Linked DNA regions of Delphinus delphis: region 1 is linked to region 2. A link is a contact called in public Hi-C data. All regions are on one chromosome and are shown on one strand. Each heading gives the region's core, a stretch centred on a gene start, on an enhancer-like site or on the middle of the called end of the contact. The rest is flanking DNA. Distances are from core to core; before and after follow the strand shown. Region 1 holds the start of NSD1 (nuclear receptor binding SET domain protein 1). Region 2 holds the start of GRK6 (G protein-coupled receptor kinase 6).

What was found. A called contact is a pair of places that touch in the nucleus more often than the background predicts.
Region 1: a Hi-C map of muscle shows a contact between it and region 2, with 3 times the contacts expected there. The contact joins the promoter of NSD1 here to the promoter of GRK6 in region 2. A contact is called at or near these places in 2 of 3 Hi-C or Micro-C datasets (lung and muscle).

Annotation. Positions count from the first base shown.
Region 1 is chr3:20,872,722-20,877,267 of mDelDel1.2, reverse strand. NSD1 (nuclear receptor binding SET domain protein 1) reads left to right here and starts at 1,861. Exons shown (of 23, transcript XM_060008300.2): 1 at 1,861-1,924; 2 at 3,846-4,546. The coding sequence starts at 3,863.
Region 2 is chr3:20,590,738-20,595,003 of mDelDel1.2, reverse strand. It overlaps GRK6 (G protein-coupled receptor kinase 6), which reads left to right and starts at 2,407. Exons shown (of 17, transcript XM_060008294.1): 1 at 2,407-2,599. The coding sequence starts at 2,548.

The sequences.
Region 1 (4,546 bases), core at 612-3,111, 280 kb before region 2:
CAGCTCTTCTCTGGCTGGTCCTAGCACAGAGAACACTGTCAACTTGATTTCGCACCTGGGAACAGTCAGGGTACCTCATCTCTTCAACAGAAGGAGGCCCTCTGGGGTCACAGTGCTCCCCTCATCACTCTGGTTCCAGGGGCCGCCTTCCTTCAAGACAGCCTGCTGCTCTCTTGGCAGGAACTGCATCCCAGCACTTAGGTGTGGTAAGGACCTGTTGTGTATCTCCTTGGCTGGTCTGTGGGCCTTGGAGGACAGGAGGCTAAGGGTATCCTGAGCTCCAAGCCAACTGGGGCCAGTTTTGGGGTGAAGGTTGGAGAAGGCCGAAGGATGAAATTTAGAGAGCTCCGCGCCAAAGCCAAAACCGCGCAGAGCAACGCCAAAAGTGGCCTTTCTCCCAGGTGGTCTCACGGTTAACAGATAGAAGGATGGCGGGTAAACACTCCACTGGGGCAATAATTATGCACATTTACTAAGCCCTGGGAGGAATGGTAGTCACGTGGCTCTCGAGGGCGCCGCCCTCAGCTTTGAGATGGAGTTAACTCTAATCACAGAAGGCTTTCTGGAGGAGGCGGAATTTTTATGGCGGTCGATTGTGGTTTTCTCTGAATAGCGAGGATGAGTTTAGCACTCTAGGGACCAGATAGGTCCCGAGGTGAGCTTTTTGTCGGGGAGCAAGCCTGGGGCGGGGGTCGGAGTTGGATCGGGTTAGGGGAAGGACCTGGGGGGGTCGGCGTCGCGGGGTCAGGTTGTTTGCGTTCCCCCGCTTGCCTTCACGTTGTCTTTTGTGATTGGACGCGCTGCAGCCGCGCTAGGCCGGTGCTACGGGGCCCCGGGCACTGGGTGCAGGCCTCGAGGTGCCTGGCGCCCGAGAGCAGAGCGCCCCAGGCCAGGGATTAGGCCAGCAGGCTTGGCGGGGCCAGCCCGGCGGTCCGCCCTCCCAGCGCTGTTCCGCCGGGGTCCCGATGCTCAGCCCGCGGGGGTGAGGCGCGCGCTCCCCGGGGAGCAGGGTTGCTGAGCAGGCGGCCTGCGCCGGGCGGAGGTGGCACGAGAGGGCCATCTGCCTGGGTGCAGAGAACTGCAGCGTCCGCGGTGCGAAGCGCGACCCCTCCGGGCCCCCAGCTCGCGTCCACTGCCCCGCGCGCACTCATCTACTGACGCCCGCCCGCGCCCCCGGCCCAAGTCCCAGTGCCAGGCCCAGACCCGGACTAGGCGCGGGAGGCGGTGCAGGGATTGATTAGTGGACCCCTCCCCCAGCACTCCCCTCGCCCCGCCCGAGGCTGCGAGGACCCCTGGGCCCGGGGGTGGTGAGGGAGCTTCGTCCCCGCGGTGCCCGGGCTGGGGACTCGATCTCACTGGGCGGGGGCCGCACCGCGGCAGGCCGAGGTGCGGGCGCGCTGTCAGACTGCTGCCCGGCTCGGGTGCGGGGGGGGGGGCGGTGGGCTCAGCGCGGGGGTCGCCCGGCCTCATCCCCCCTGCCGAGGCCACGGCTGGGCGGGCAGTGCCCGGGCCGGTAACCCGACCCGACCCAGCTCCCGGGAGCCGCTCACCCCGCACGGCCGGGCAGGGGGAGGGAGAGGAATGGGGGGGAGGGGGAAGGGAAGGGGTGGTGGGTGAGGGGCTGTGGGGACCGCAGGGCCGAGTCCCCGGCCTGTCTGCGCTGCTCTAGGGTGGCTGCCTTTGGTGCCTGGACGAGCCAGCCCCCTGCCTCGCGGGCGTCGGGCCTGCGGCAGAAGGGAGCCCTGGGGCTGTACAGGCTTGGCTCGGGGAGGCAGACCCGAGCTGCTGCCTCCATTTTGTTTCCTGCTCAGCTTGGTCTGTAGTGGTGGTGGTGTGGGCTTGGGGTGCGGCCGGGCAGGGGGTTCACCTGCGGCCGCGCCTGCTCGGGGTTTGAGGCCTCGAAGACCCCAGCCCCAGCCCCCAGGTGAGCCCCGCGGTAGGAGGGGGGTTGCCTTGGCCTCGGGCCGAGCGGAGCGGGCTGAGGGCAGGTGCCCAGTGGATGGGGAACCAGGGCTGTAACCTAAGATGGAGGCCGGGACTGACGCGGGCCCGAGCGGGGCTGGCGGGGCGGTCGGACAGGCCTCAGCCCGGCCAGGTGCCGCCGGGGCTGGGGCTCGAGACCGGTAGGGTGCTGGAACCGTGTGCAGCCCGGGGCCGGCGCAGCTCCCTGAGGTAGGTGAGGGGATCGGAGTGCCACCCACGACGCCCGCAGGCCCCGACACTCCGGTGAGGCGCGCGAGGCCCCTGGGGAGCCCGCCTCAGGCCCCGCCCGGGCAGCCGGGCCGGCCCGTAGGCCCGGGCCGCGAGCTGGCGCGCAGGGGGAGGAGAGGGGGCGGCAGCGGCGGCTCCGCTGATTGGGCGGCGCGCTCGCGAGCCCGACTTCACCCGCCCTGAACCCCGAAGAGTGAGGCAAAGGAGCGCGCGCCTTGGGGGAAGGGGTGCGCGCGCACTCGGGGCCCCAGCCGCACGCGGGCCGGCGCGAGGCGCTCGGTCGCTCGCGCCGCCGCGGGGGCGCGCGCGGTGGGGGTGTGAGGAGGAGGAGGCGGCGGCGGAATAGGCCGGGGCAGGTCGCATTCGCTGCCTTCTACCCTGAAGAGAGACGCGGGGGGAGGGGGGTGCGGTGAGCGGCTCCGCGCTCTCCCCACCGCTCCGCTCGCGCCCCAGTGTAATGAGGGTCACCCCCTCCCCCCAGCCGGCCCGGGAGGGGGCACGGGGCACGGTAACTAGTGCGCTGGGGTGGGCGGCGGGCAGGAGCGAGCGGAGGGGGGAGGCGGGCGGGCGGGGAAGATGGTGGTGGCCGTGAGGTGAGGGGCGCGGGGGAGGGCCGGGCGCGGCACAGGGTTGGTGGCCGGCGGCGTTGCAGCCGCAGGCCCCCTCCCCCTCCATCACTACCAGCCGGGCTCAGGCCTAGCCGGCCGGGACGCCGCGAACTTCCTCCCCGCGCGGCCAGTGCCCCGCCGGCCTCCCGCGCGCACCTCGGCCTCCGCCTCCCTTCAGGTAGCCGGCTGGGGGGCACGGGGCCGGCTGCCCTCCTGCAGCAAACTTTGCTTGTTGCTGAATATTGATGAGTGAGATCGGCTCGGCCAGGAGGTGCTGCCGGCGCTGCGGGAAGGAGCGCGGCCCGGGCAGGCGGCGGCGGCGTCGGCAGCAGCCATGTTTGTCAAGCTGTAGCAGCTGCTGCTGCCCTGACTCGGCTTCACTGGCTGCCTCCGTTTCTCCCCCTGCCGCGTTCCAGCCTCTGGGCCCTGCAGCCGTGGACCGAGCAGGCCTGCAGTCAGAAAGGCGAGCTTCGGGGTGCACCCGCTTCGGCCGACTCGCCTGCGGCCAGAGCACGGCCGCTGCAAAGGCTCCGGCGCCGGCTGGGGCGCAGGGTGCAGCGCTATTGTGACCGCTGCGCCCGAGCGAGCCAGAAAGGATGGGGGGATAACCTTTTTGTGCAGCGTCCCGGAGCCCCCCTCGAACCCTACAGCCCCCTCCCTTCGGGAGATCCGGCCACAGGACCCCCAGCGGGGGAATGGAAGGACTATTGCTGTTTGAGATTTGGAAATTTCTACTGCCAAAGGGATTTTAATTTTAGATCAGCCCAACTGTCCACCAGTCTGCAGTGCAGAAAAAAGGGACGGCTGTTTCCATGTGGCAAGATCTGCCTATCTCCGGGAAGATGGAGTTTGCGGAGTCTCTCCGAGGCCATTTTTCCATCGTCAGCTGGGGAACTTTTTCCGCCCATGGAAGTGCAGTAGAACTAGGCTTCGAGGCCACTAGGCCTCTTGAAGTGGCTGCCATTTTGAAGATAAGAGCCAAATGGCCTATTAACTCAGATTAATTGCTGTGTTTTTGGATTCCAGGTTGATGCTGGCCCAGGATGGATCAGACCTGTGAACTACCTAGAAGAAATTGTCTGCTGCCCTTTTCCAATCCAGTGAATTTAGATGCCCCTGAAGACAAGGACAGCCCTTTCGGTAATGGTCAATCCAATTTTTCTGAGCCACTTAATGGGTGTACTATGCAGTTATCGACTGCCAGTGGAACATCCCAAAATGCTTATGGACAAGATTCTCCATCTTGTTACATTCCACTGCGGAGACTACAGGATTTGGCCTCCATGATCAATGTAGAGTATTTAAATGGGTCTGCTGATGGATCAGAATCCTTTCAAGACCCTGAAAAAAGTGATTCAAGAGCTCAGTCGCCAGTTGTTTGCACTTCCTTGAGTCCTGGTGGTCCAACAGCACTTGCTATGAAACAGGAGCCCTCTTGTAATAACTCCCCTGAACTCCAGGTAAAAGTAACAAAGACTATCAAGAATGGCTTTCTGCACTTTGAGAATTTTACTTGTGTGGACGATGCAGATGTAGATTCTGAAATGGACCCAGAACAGCCAGTCACAGAGGATGAGAGTATAGAGGAGATCTTTGAGGAAACTCAGACCAATGCCACCTGCAATTATGAGCCTAAATCAGAGAATGGTGTAGACGTGGCCATGGGAAATGAACAAGACAGCACACCAGACAGTAGACACGGTGCAGTCAAATCGCCATTCTTGCCA
Region 2 (4,266 bases), core at 1,158-3,657:
CGCTCCAGGTACCAGGGACCTTAGAGAGGAAATTCTGCCTCCTCTCTGATTTCCCTAGTGGAAAGCAGGGCCTGCCTCTGCATTTTATAGGTTTCCTCCCAAAGGGGAGGGGTGTTCAGATGCTGGGCGTCAAAACAATCGGTGTTTACAAGTCAGCCTAGGCCCCTCTCTCCCCACCCTTCACCTCACCCCTAGCACAGTGTGGCTGAGTCAGCAAATATGATCAAACTGCTCCCTGGTTTAGCACACCCTGGACAGCTCCCCACTACTCTCAAAATGAAGTCCAGACTCCTTACCTAGCTTCCAAGGACCTCCCTGATCCAGGCCTCTTCAAGGCCTCCCCATGCACACCACAATGTGTACCTGAAAGTCTAGTTCAATGCTCTGCCCTCAGGTGCCAAATGCATGAGCCCTTAACCACCTTCCTCTACAGAACTCTGAACATGTGCTAGCCCTCTAGCCAGAGGCTCTTTCCCTCCCACTCCAGTTACCTCTGAAACCTGCACATTCTCACTTAACTCTCAGATCTCACTTAGACACAACACCCTTCACTGGGTGAGGTACCTGCCCTTTGTCCTACTGACCACTGGGTTTCCTTCCTTCAAAGTACTTTTCTTTATTCCCCAAAGTATCCTAGATCCATGCACTTTTCTCCATGTCCACTGCCACCTTCTCAGTCCAAGCAACCATCCTCTCGCTCCTGGAATTCAGTAGGCTCCCAACTGCTCACTCTGCTTCCACTCTTGGCCCCCTGAAAGTCTACTAGCTAGAGTGATCTTTTAAAAGTATAAGTCAGGAACTTCCCTGGCGGTCCAGTGGTTAAGACTCCGTGCTCCCAATGCAGGGGGTGTGGGTTCAATCCCTGGTCAGGAACTAAGATCCCACATGCCACATGGCCTAAAAATAAAATAAATAAAAGTATAAATCATCCTTTCAAAGGCTCCACATTTCATTTAAGAAAAACAAACAAACTCCTCTCCATGGTTTACAAAGCCTTTCAGGATCTACCTAGAATCCCTGCTCCTTCAACTCATCTCAGACTTTGGGCCCTGAAGCTACACAGGCCTTCTTCCTGTTCCTTGAACATACCAAACTTACTCTAGGCTCAAAGCTTTGCACTTGCTGTTGCCTCTGCTTGACACTGTTCCCCTAGATCTTTGTGTGGTTGGATCTGCTCAAATGTCACACCCTGAGACCATTTCCCCTATTTTGTCTTAATGTCTTAATAGCACTTGTCACTCCCTCAGACCATACCATTTATTTGTTTACACATAGGATTACCATATTTATCCCCCTTCTAGCAGGTAGGCAGAGAGATTGACTATCTTGCTGGCACCACTGTATTCCCTAGCACCTGGCCCAGTGCCTGGCACAAAGTGCATGCTCTGTATTTTTGGATGAATGAATGGATAGGAATCAGAGAAGCCTAGTTGAATAGGACTCTGCCTTACCCGCAAGTTTGGGCAAGCCTCCGTTTCCTGGTGTGTGAAGTGAGGGTGGAGGGAGTAGGATGTTTAGCTAGAAGGTGTTGATTAGCTGTAAAATTTCGGCGTTGTTTTCTCCCTAGTCCTAGGCCCGCAGCCCTCCACTGGACCTCAGTTCCCCACCTATATAATGGGTGTGAGCTCATTCCCTACGTCTTGGGGTGGTAGCGCTGCCTTATAAGGCAGCAGAGGCCGAGGGCGGACAAGGCCGTGTGGGTGGAGAGAAATCACAACATCCGGCTGTGGGGGCGGGGTGGGGCGGGGCTGGGGCGCCCGCGGTGGCCGGCCTGGAGGCCTGGGAGCAGCTCGGAAAGCCGGCACCCTCCTGTGGGCCTCTCCCTGCTAACGATGTGCGCCCTCCAGAATGGGCCGGCCCAAAGGAATACGGCTGGATACACGGCCCGAACTTGCTTGAGGCTGGCCTGCAAGAGGCCCAAGATACCAAGCGCATCCCCTACAAACCCTGGACAAGCCAAGGCGAGCCAAAAGGACCTGGCCCACACCCACATCTAATGGCCCAATCAGAGTGCAAAGCTGAGAATGACTGACGCTTCTTTCATCCAATCAAATACAAGAGATCCGGGGCGTGACCCAGAGGACCCACCTCTTTTGTCCCAGCGGAGGGCTCGGCCCTAATTGGCAGTTTGGTATCCTACGAAGGCCCAGAAATTCGAACGTAGAGGCTGAACCCCACCGCAGACCAACCAGAAAGAGGTGACGTTTTAAGTCCCGCCCCCCGTTCCTTTGAACGAATTCCTGGCTCTGGGGGCGGGGGATGATGAAGAGGCTGTCTAATGGGAAGACGGCGCGGCGAGCGCTCTCCCGGTTATTGGCTGAGTAAAGTAAACAGTGGGCGGGCCGGGGCGGGGCGTGCCGGCGCAGGGGTGGCCCCCGGGAGGGGGCGCAGAGTGCTCGGCGGGCGGCGGCGGCCGGGGAGGCCCGGGAGGCCGCGGCGCGGTCACTGCGAGCCGAGCCGAGCCGCGCCGATCGCCATCCGGCCCCGGCTCCCTCGCGCAATCCCGGCCGGTGGCGCGGCCCGGCGGGCCCGGCGGCGCCGCAGCCCATGGAGCTCGAGAACATCGTAGCGAACACGGTGCTACTCAAGGCCCGGGAAGGTGAGGCTGTTGGGTGAGGAGAACGCGGGCGCGCGGCCTCAGAGCTCGACCGGGTGCCTCAGCCGCCCGATCCCCTAGGGCAGCTCGCTCCGTGCCCCGCACCTCGCGCAGACACGAGCCCTTCCGGCCTGTGGTCCTCTTTCTCCGCACCTGCCCCCCGGGAGCTGGAGCCCAGCAAGGGGTGGGTCAGGCCGCCGCCCGCGCGGCGAGGAGGTGGGGTCGTGGTGAGGGAGTGAGAGGAGGAGAGAGGAAGGAAGAGGGAAGGGTGGGACCCCAGCCCCGGGAGAGCCTCTCTGAGCCCTCTCCCAGGTAAGAGGTAAGAAGATGCCCCAGGAAGGGAAAGGGGCAGCCCACACCCCACGTGCCCGGGCCCAGACTCCGGCGCCCAGCCTGGGCCGGCACAAAGTTGGTGCAGGGTAAAAGGTTTGGAAAATAAATTAACCGAGGCTCTGCCGTAGCACAGCCTTTGCGAGGTGGGGAAACTGCTGGTCATATATGCTACCAGCATGACTGCCACTTGCTCGGTGCCTCAGGACACTGGGGACAGAGGTGAATGGGTCACAGTTTTTGCCCTCGGGAGTAGTGGGGCAGATGGGCACAGAAAAAACTGGAAGCTGAGTTTTGAAGGAAGGGAGGCATGCCAGGCTGGTAGGACTGTTAAGTGCAAGGCCTGGCAGAGGGAGCCTGTCTTGTGAACCTAGTGTTGCTGAGCTCCTCAGACATTACCAGGCACCTGCTCTATGAGGATCCTGGGGATGCATAGGGACCAGACTTGGTCCTCATTGCCTTGCGGTCAGTCTGCCCCTCACCTGCCACTGTTCACCTCAGTAACATAATCACTGAACACCTACTCTGTGCCCTGTCCTGTCCAGGGTGCCAGGGACCAGCAGAGAAGACACTTCTTTTTGGAACTCTAGGGCAGGGAGGTCAGGACTCTTTGCTGGGGTTTCAGGCTGAAAAAGACATCTGCTTCGCCTTTCTGACCTATTTTACAGGTGGGAAACTGAGGCTTAGATCAGTGACTAGCCCCAAGGACACACAATGAGACTGGTTGACTCATGCCTAGGACACAGGATGTCCCCAATGCAGTCTGTAGGAAACCCAGAGGAACCCCCAGCTGGCACAGCATCTGGTGCCCCCTGCCTGCCCAGTGCATGTTGACCCTGGGGAAGTGCTGCCTGGAAATGGGCATGGCAGTCTGGGTCCTCAGTGCCCAGAGCCTTCCTTATCTCCTGTCCATTATCGAGTCCTGGGGCTAGGCCTTCCTCCCAGCCTCTGGGGGCATCTGCCGATTCTGTTCTGCCTCGTCATCCAGCCATCCAGGGAGGAGGGGTGGGGAGAGCCTGGCCAGGCCTCCCTCTCTAGGGCTGTAGCCAGTTCAGGCCTCAGGCCTGCTGAGAACACTGCCTTGCCTAACTAGAGAGTGTGGGCACCTTCTGATAGGCTTCCTCAGGAGGCATAGGGGGTTATGGCCAGACTGAGACCAATGCCTTCACTGGAGAATCCTTACTCCAACCTGGCTCTGTCCCTCTCACCTGGGTGGCTCTAGACAAGTCTCTTCTCTCTGAACTTCAGTAACTCTTTTTGTGGGATGGTTGAGGGTGGGACCTGAAAACTAAAGGAAATCCCAGTTGTCACTGAGTTTTGAACCCTGGTCTGTAGATTGA